Regions from separate parts of the Sus scrofa genome. Here region 2 is linked to region 1. Evidence: chromatin contacts called from public targeted proximity ligation data. All regions are on one chromosome and are shown on one strand. The core of a region is the stretch at or near the end of the contact, and the rest is flanking DNA. Distances in the headings are between cores, read along the strand shown. Region 1 overlaps DCAF6 (DDB1- and CUL4-associated factor 6). Region 2 overlaps ADCY10 (adenylate cyclase 10, soluble).

Region 1 (3,385 bases), core at 660-3,159:
TCAGTAGCACTCTGTGAACAAAAGATTCATTTAATTTATTCTTAGAAATTGGGTTTATATTCTGAGAGAAATGACTCTGCAGCAGTTAAGTGAGAAGGATGTAAGAACAAATGTTCTGCCCTCTTCTTCATTCCAGCAGCCACTGTCAGTCGTTCTGTGCCCTCTGTAAGAGACTCCAGGCCCTCACCTGACTCCTTATCGCTTGCTTTTATACTCCTGAGAATTCTAATTCTCCCTGATTTGAAAGCCGTGACATTTTTTAACCCTCCACTTCCCCAGCTTCGTTCATAGTGCGACAACCAAAAAGAACTCGGGGAACCTTGCACATTTCAAGAAAGGCTGGTACTGCTTCCTCATGCTCCACTAATATGACAGAATAGGTGTGTTAAATATCATCATTTGTATCCTACCCATGATACTCTAGTTAAGCAGAATAGCATCGTCATGTTTTGTTCTCTTATAGAAGTGTATCACACAATAAAAACAGTATAATCTCTTTTCTACTAACATCCTTAAATAGCCCTTTATTGATCAGAAAGTCTTCCACTGTGTCGAGATTCCATAGATCTGTGAAGGTCTGTTATAATCTTTTGTGTTCATTTGTCTTACAAATATGTATTGAATACTTTTTATATAATAACAGTTAAAATTTGAAGTTACCTTGTGGCACATCAGGTTAAGGATCTGGCATTGTCACTGCAGCAGCTCAGGTCGCTGCTGTGGCACAGGTTCGGTTCCTGGCCTGGGAATTTCCACATGCTGCAGGTGAGACCCAAAATAATAACTACAATTTATGTAATTCAGGTTACAGGTCATACGCACATACATAGCTCATTAGTTTGACATCAAAATGGAATCAGCATAGCGAGGATTTATCTGTTAATTCACATGGATAATTAAACATCCAGTCCATTCTGTACAAAGGTGTCACTGACCTAGAATCAGTGCAAGTGTTTAAGCTTCTGTAGATAATAAATAAAATCTCAGGATTCAGTCTTCTCTTGGTATTGATAGTGGGATTGAACATCCCCTAGGTCTAATCTTTTTTCCCCCAGGTTACCTTGGAGGAATGTTTCTGTAGCAGAAAGGTTTCCATCTTAGTGGTGGTAGAGATTTGATACTGTTGCCTTTTTTACATAAGCTAATGTAATGTATATTTTCTTAGTAAAACTTATATTCATTTATCTGGTAACTGTTTGCTTATTTATTTTGCTTTTGAGTGTAGTACCCACGGCACACGGAAGTTCCCAGGGGAATCAAAGCTATAGCTGCTGGCCTATACCACAGCTTACAGCAACGCCAGATCCCCAACCCACTGAGTGAGATCAGGGATCTAACCTACATCTTCATGGGCACTAGTCAGATTTATTTCCGCTGAGCCGCAACAGCAACTCCCTATTGGTAAACTTTCACTGACCATCTTGTAATAGGTTCTGAGGCAATAAAGATAAAAAGAGATAACTCCTAGGCGTTCCCACTGTGGTGCAATGGGTCAAAAGATCTGGTGTTGCTGTAGCTGTGGTTGGGATTCAGTTCCTGGCCTGGGAATTTACATTGCTGTGGGTGCAACCATAAAAGAAGAAAAAAAAAACCCAAAAAAACTCCTCTCCCAAGAGCTCAGACTAGGCTGCAAGAAGATTTGCAGTCTAACCATTATAGCAATTAGAATCATCTTTGTACAGGTAAAATATTCTGGAATGTGAATGAAGGAGTTAGTTTATAATTCTGCCAGTTGGGTGCTGTAAAAATTCTAGGAAGAGTTTCACAGAGGGGGATAACGGTTGTATGGCGATGAGTAAGCAGAACCTTTATAGCCGAAGAACTGGGTGAAAGTGTCCCAAGCAGAGGAACAGCAAGTGTAAATCAGGAAACTCGAGAGGACATGCTGTGCCCGCCTGCCAGGTTGTAATTATACGCGCACTTGAGTGTTCAGTCTAGATAAGCTCCTTGAGGTCAGAGACTGTGACTATTTTGGTCACCATTGTCTCCTGGAACACAGCAGATGTTTAAGAAATATTTTTATAAACAGAAATACACAGACCCTCATGAATGGTCCCCAGGTTCTCTCACACAGCTTCCCTCAAACTCCCCTTGGTGACAACTGATACACCTCCTTGGGCTCCTAGGTGCCAAGGAACAGTGTGAAAACCACTGCTGTAGATCTTTAGGGTTTGGCTTTTTTTTTTAAATAATTTTCATATCTTTTAAGTTATGAATACTCAAAGTTAATAATGCTGTGTTTCCTTTAGTCTTTTGTCTCTAGAGGCCAAAAAAAAAAAAATAACTTACCTACACACAGCTGTGAATTGACTTTTACATGATGCTGTGTGGAATTACATAAATTCTAGTTAATTTTAAGTAAAAGGCACTGAAAATTATTTAATTGTAATATTAAAGGTGTTTCTTTCTGTCTCATATCTGTGTTTTCCAGACCGACTGGAGGGTGACAGATCGGAAGGCTCTGGTCAGGAGAATGAAAATGAGGATGAGGAATAATCAACTCTTATTGGCAAGCACTTAGATGTTCTGAAATTTGTATAAGACATTTATTATATTTTTTCCTTTACAGAGCTTTAGTGCAATTTTAAAGGTTATGGGTTTTTTTGGAGTTTTTCCCTTTTGGGGGGATAACCTAACATTGATTTGAAATGATTGTGTGCATGAATTTGGGAGCGTGTGTAATACAAAACTAGCAAAATGTTTTAAAAACTTTTTGCCGTGTATGAGGAGTGCTAGAAAATGCAAAGTGCAATATTTTCCCTAACCTTCAGATGTGGGAGCTTGGATCAATGTTGAAGAGTAATTTTCATTATAGTGAAAATGTTGGTTCAAATAAATTTCTACACTTGCCATTTGCATGTTTGTTGCTTTCTAATTAAAGAATTTGGTTGTTTTAAGATATCCTGAATTTGTCTTTTTGTTTAAATGCTTTGCTACCTTGAACCACATTTTCTAAATCTTTCCTTGTAAAAAGATTGTCTTTCTCTATTCTTTTCTAGATTTAATAACCTTTTCTGTTTTGACTTCTGTGTGACCGAATCACATAGAGGAGCTTTGTTTTCATTTCTCCTTCTAAAGCACTTTACCTCCACCTCTGGTCATCGTCTCTCATGATTAGTGGTCCCTCATTCCCCATGTATAGGAGTTAGACTTCGAGCAATCCCACAGCATCATGGACATTCACATACCACATTAGCACAAGCTAGTTCCGAGACCTCTGGCTTCTGGCCTTCCCAACTCCAATGTCTAGATTTCATCTAAAAGCTATTGACCGTTCAGTCTTCTAGTTCCTGGTCTTCCTCACCTCTGGTGTCCCTCTTCACTCGACTTAGGCCATCTACACCCAGGTCTGTATCTTATGGGTTATGACCTGACGCTGCCCCTG
Region 2 (3,385 bases), core at 249-2,748, 290 kb before region 1:
ATTTTTCCTTCTCAGATAATTTGGTATCATTTCAAGGATAGAAGCAATCAAGTGAAAAAGCATATGTAAATTGGTACAACCACCATGGAAAACAGTATGGACATTCCTCAGAAAGCTAAATATAGAACTACCATATGATCCAGCAATCTCACTCCTGGGCATATATCTGAAGAAAGTTTTTGTTCAAAAACATACATAAAGGGAGTTCCTGTTTCGGCTCAGTGGTAACAACTAGTATCCATGAGGACACAGGTTCAATCTCTGGCCTTGCTCAGTGGGTTAAGGATCTGGTGTTGTGAGCTATTGTATAGATTGCAGATATGGCTCAGATCTCACATTGCTGTTGGCGGAGGCCGGCAGCTGCAGCTCTAACTCAACCTCTAGCCTGAGGACTTCCATATGCCATGGGTGTGGCCCTAAAAAGACAAAAAAAAAAAAAAAGAAAAGAAAAAAAGATACATGCACCCCCCTATGTTCACTGCAGCACTATTCACAAAAGCCAAGACATGGAAACAACTTAAATGTCCATCAACAGATGAATGGATTAAGAAAATGTGGTACATATACACAATGGAATATTAGCCATAAAAAAGAACAAAATAATGCCATTTGCAGCAACATAGATGCAACTAGAAATTCCCATACCAAGTGAAGTAGTCAGAAAGAGAAAGACAAAAACTAGAGTTCCCGTTGTGGCTGAGCAGTAACAAACCAAACTAGTATCAATGAGGAAAGTGGGTTTGATCCCTGGCCTTGCTAAGTGGGTTAAGGATCCATGTTGCTGTGAGCTGTGGTGTAGGTCATAGACATGGCTTGGATCCCACATTGCTGTAGCTGTGGTGTAGGCTAGCAGCTGCAGTTCTAATTCAACCCCTAGCCTAGGAACGTCCATATGCTGTGGGTAGGGCCCCTAAAAAGCCAAAAAAAAAAAAAAAAAAAAAAAGAAAGAAAGGAAAGACAGAAAAGAAAAACAAACACCATGTGCCATCACTTATATGTGGAATCTAAAATATGGCACAAATGAACCTCTCTGCAGAACTGAAACAGACCCACGGACATGGAGAGCAGACTTGTAGTTGCCAAGAGGGAAGTGGGTGGGAGTGGGATGGGCAGGAAGTTTGGGGTTAGTAGATGCAAACTATTATATTTAAAACGGATAAGCAATGGGGTCCTGCTGTATAGCTCAGGGAACTATATCCAATCATTAGTGATAGAACATAATAGAAGATAATATGAGAAAAAGAGTGGATACAGATATATGTATAACACTTTGCTGTATAGCAGAAATTGACAGAACATTGTAAATAACTATAATTTTAAATTTAAAAGAAGAAAAAGCATATTACAGAGACATGCTGGTAAGTAGTGGAGATTAGATGATAAATGTCAGATAGAGCAGCCCCAGTGGCCTACCCAGACCAAGAATGTGATATGGATGGGCTCACTAACCTTTCTTGGCAACCACTTTAAAAATGAAACCAAGTCCCTATGAAACTAAGTTCTCCTGCCACGTTTATGATTAACCTATTGAAAACTTCATTCTCTTGCTTGTCCTGCCCCCAGTTCCCCTCAGGACTGAAGAGTATCAAAGGGTGGGGGGGGGGAACTGAAACCAAGCAGGAATGTATAAAAGTCCTTCTGTATCCCCCATTTCTTTTTTTGTCTTTTTAGGGCCACATCTGTAGCATATGGAGGTTCCCAGGCTAGGGGTCGAATCAGAGATACAGCTGCCACCCTACAACACAGCCACAGCAATGCAGGATCCGAGCTGCGTCTGTGACCAACACCACAGCTCACGGCAATGCCTAACCCATCTCATGGTTCCTAGTCGGTTTCATTTCCACTGCGCCAGAACGGAAACTCCTCCCCCATTTCTTGTTTGCAGAAAAAGGCTTTGGTCTCCAAGGCCTTCCCTCAGTTCCAAAGAGCAGACTTTGTTACTAATTAGGGAAGTGAGAGAATGAAGAATAACAGTCAAGAAAAAATAGTTCAGCGATAAAACAGTCATACTTCCTCCTCAAGGGATATACATAATCTGACACATACTTTGAGTGGTTCTGCAGAAATTAAGACCCCACCCCCACCTAGATGGAGGATGGTGACTACATGCTGACCACAAGATGTAGACCCTAGAAGGTTGATGATTAGGATTTCTGAAACATCACCCTGTTACCTCACCACCAATCAATCAGAAGAAAGTCAAACTCCCTGCCACCCTCACCCCAAATGTTGCCTTAAAAAACCCTTCCCTGAAAGCCATGGGGGAGTTTGGATCTTTTGAACATAAGCTGCCTATTCTCCTTCCTGGGCCCTACAATAAATGCTGTACTTTCCTTCACCACTACCCAGTGTCAGTAAACTGGCTTTGCTGTGTAAGCTGACCCAAGTTCGGTTCAGAAACCAAAAAACCCAAACTTTTTTTAATTAGTATAGTTGATTTACAATGTTCTGCCAATTTCTGCTGTACAGTAAAGTGAACCAGTTATACATATATATATATATATATATATATATATATATATATATACATTCCTTTTCTCACATTATCCTCCATCCTAAACAATCACAAGTGATTGGATATAGTTCCCTGGTCTATACAGCAGGATCCCATTGCCCATCCACACCAAATGCAACAGTCTGCATCTACTAATCCCTGACTCACAATCCATCCCACTCCCTCCCCCTCCTTCCAGCACACACAAGTGTGTCCTCCATGTCTGTGATCTGTTTCTGTTTTGTAGATACATCGTTTGTGCCATATTTTAGATTCCATGTATAAGTGATATCATATGGTGTCTGTCTTTGTCTTTCTGACTTACTTCACTCATATGACAGTCTCTAGTTCCATCCATGTTGCTGAAAATGGCATTATTTTGTTCTTTTCTAAGGCTGAGTACTATTTCATTGTATATATGTACCACATATTCTTAATCCATTCATCTGTTGACAGGCATTTAGGTTCTTTCCATGTCTTGGCTATTGTGAATAGTGCTGTGATGAACATACAGGATGCATGTTATCTTTTTCAATGAAAGTTTTGTCTGGATATATGCCCAGGAGTGGGACTGCTGGTCATATAGTTCTATATTTAGTTTTCTGAGGTATTTCCATACTGTTTTCCATAGTGATTGTACCAATTTATATTCCCACCAGCAGTGAAGGAGGGGTCCCTTTTTTTCACATCCTCTCCAGCATTTGTTGTTTGTTGACTTGTTAATGATGGCCATTCTAACTGGTATGAGGCAGTACCTCATAGTAGTTTTGGTTTGCATTTCTCTAATAATTAATGATGTTGAGCATTTTTTCATGTGCCTGCTGGCCGTCTTTATGTCTTCTTTGGAGAAATGTCTATTTCAGTCTTCTGTCCATTTTTCCATTGGGTTTT

What was found.
Region 2: a targeted proximity ligation map of alveolar macrophages shows a contact between it and region 1. A contact is called at or near these places in 2 of 47 Hi-C or Micro-C datasets (embryonic fibroblasts and fetal heart ventricle) and 2 of 2 datasets of targeted methods (alveolar macrophages and skeletal muscle).

Annotation. Positions count from the first base shown.
Region 1 is chr4:82,911,090-82,914,474 of Sscrofa11.1, reverse strand. DCAF6 (DDB1- and CUL4-associated factor 6) reads left to right here. Exons shown (of 19, transcript XM_021089469.1): 19 at 2,432-2,899. The coding sequence ends at 2,496. Among named protein-coding and RNA genes, the nearest start is that of GPR161, 68 kb to the right of the region's middle.
Region 2 is chr4:83,199,859-83,203,243 of Sscrofa11.1, reverse strand. The region is part of intron 30 of ADCY10 (adenylate cyclase 10, soluble); the gene reads right to left. Among named protein-coding and RNA genes, the nearest start is that of ADCY10, 96 kb to the right of the region's middle.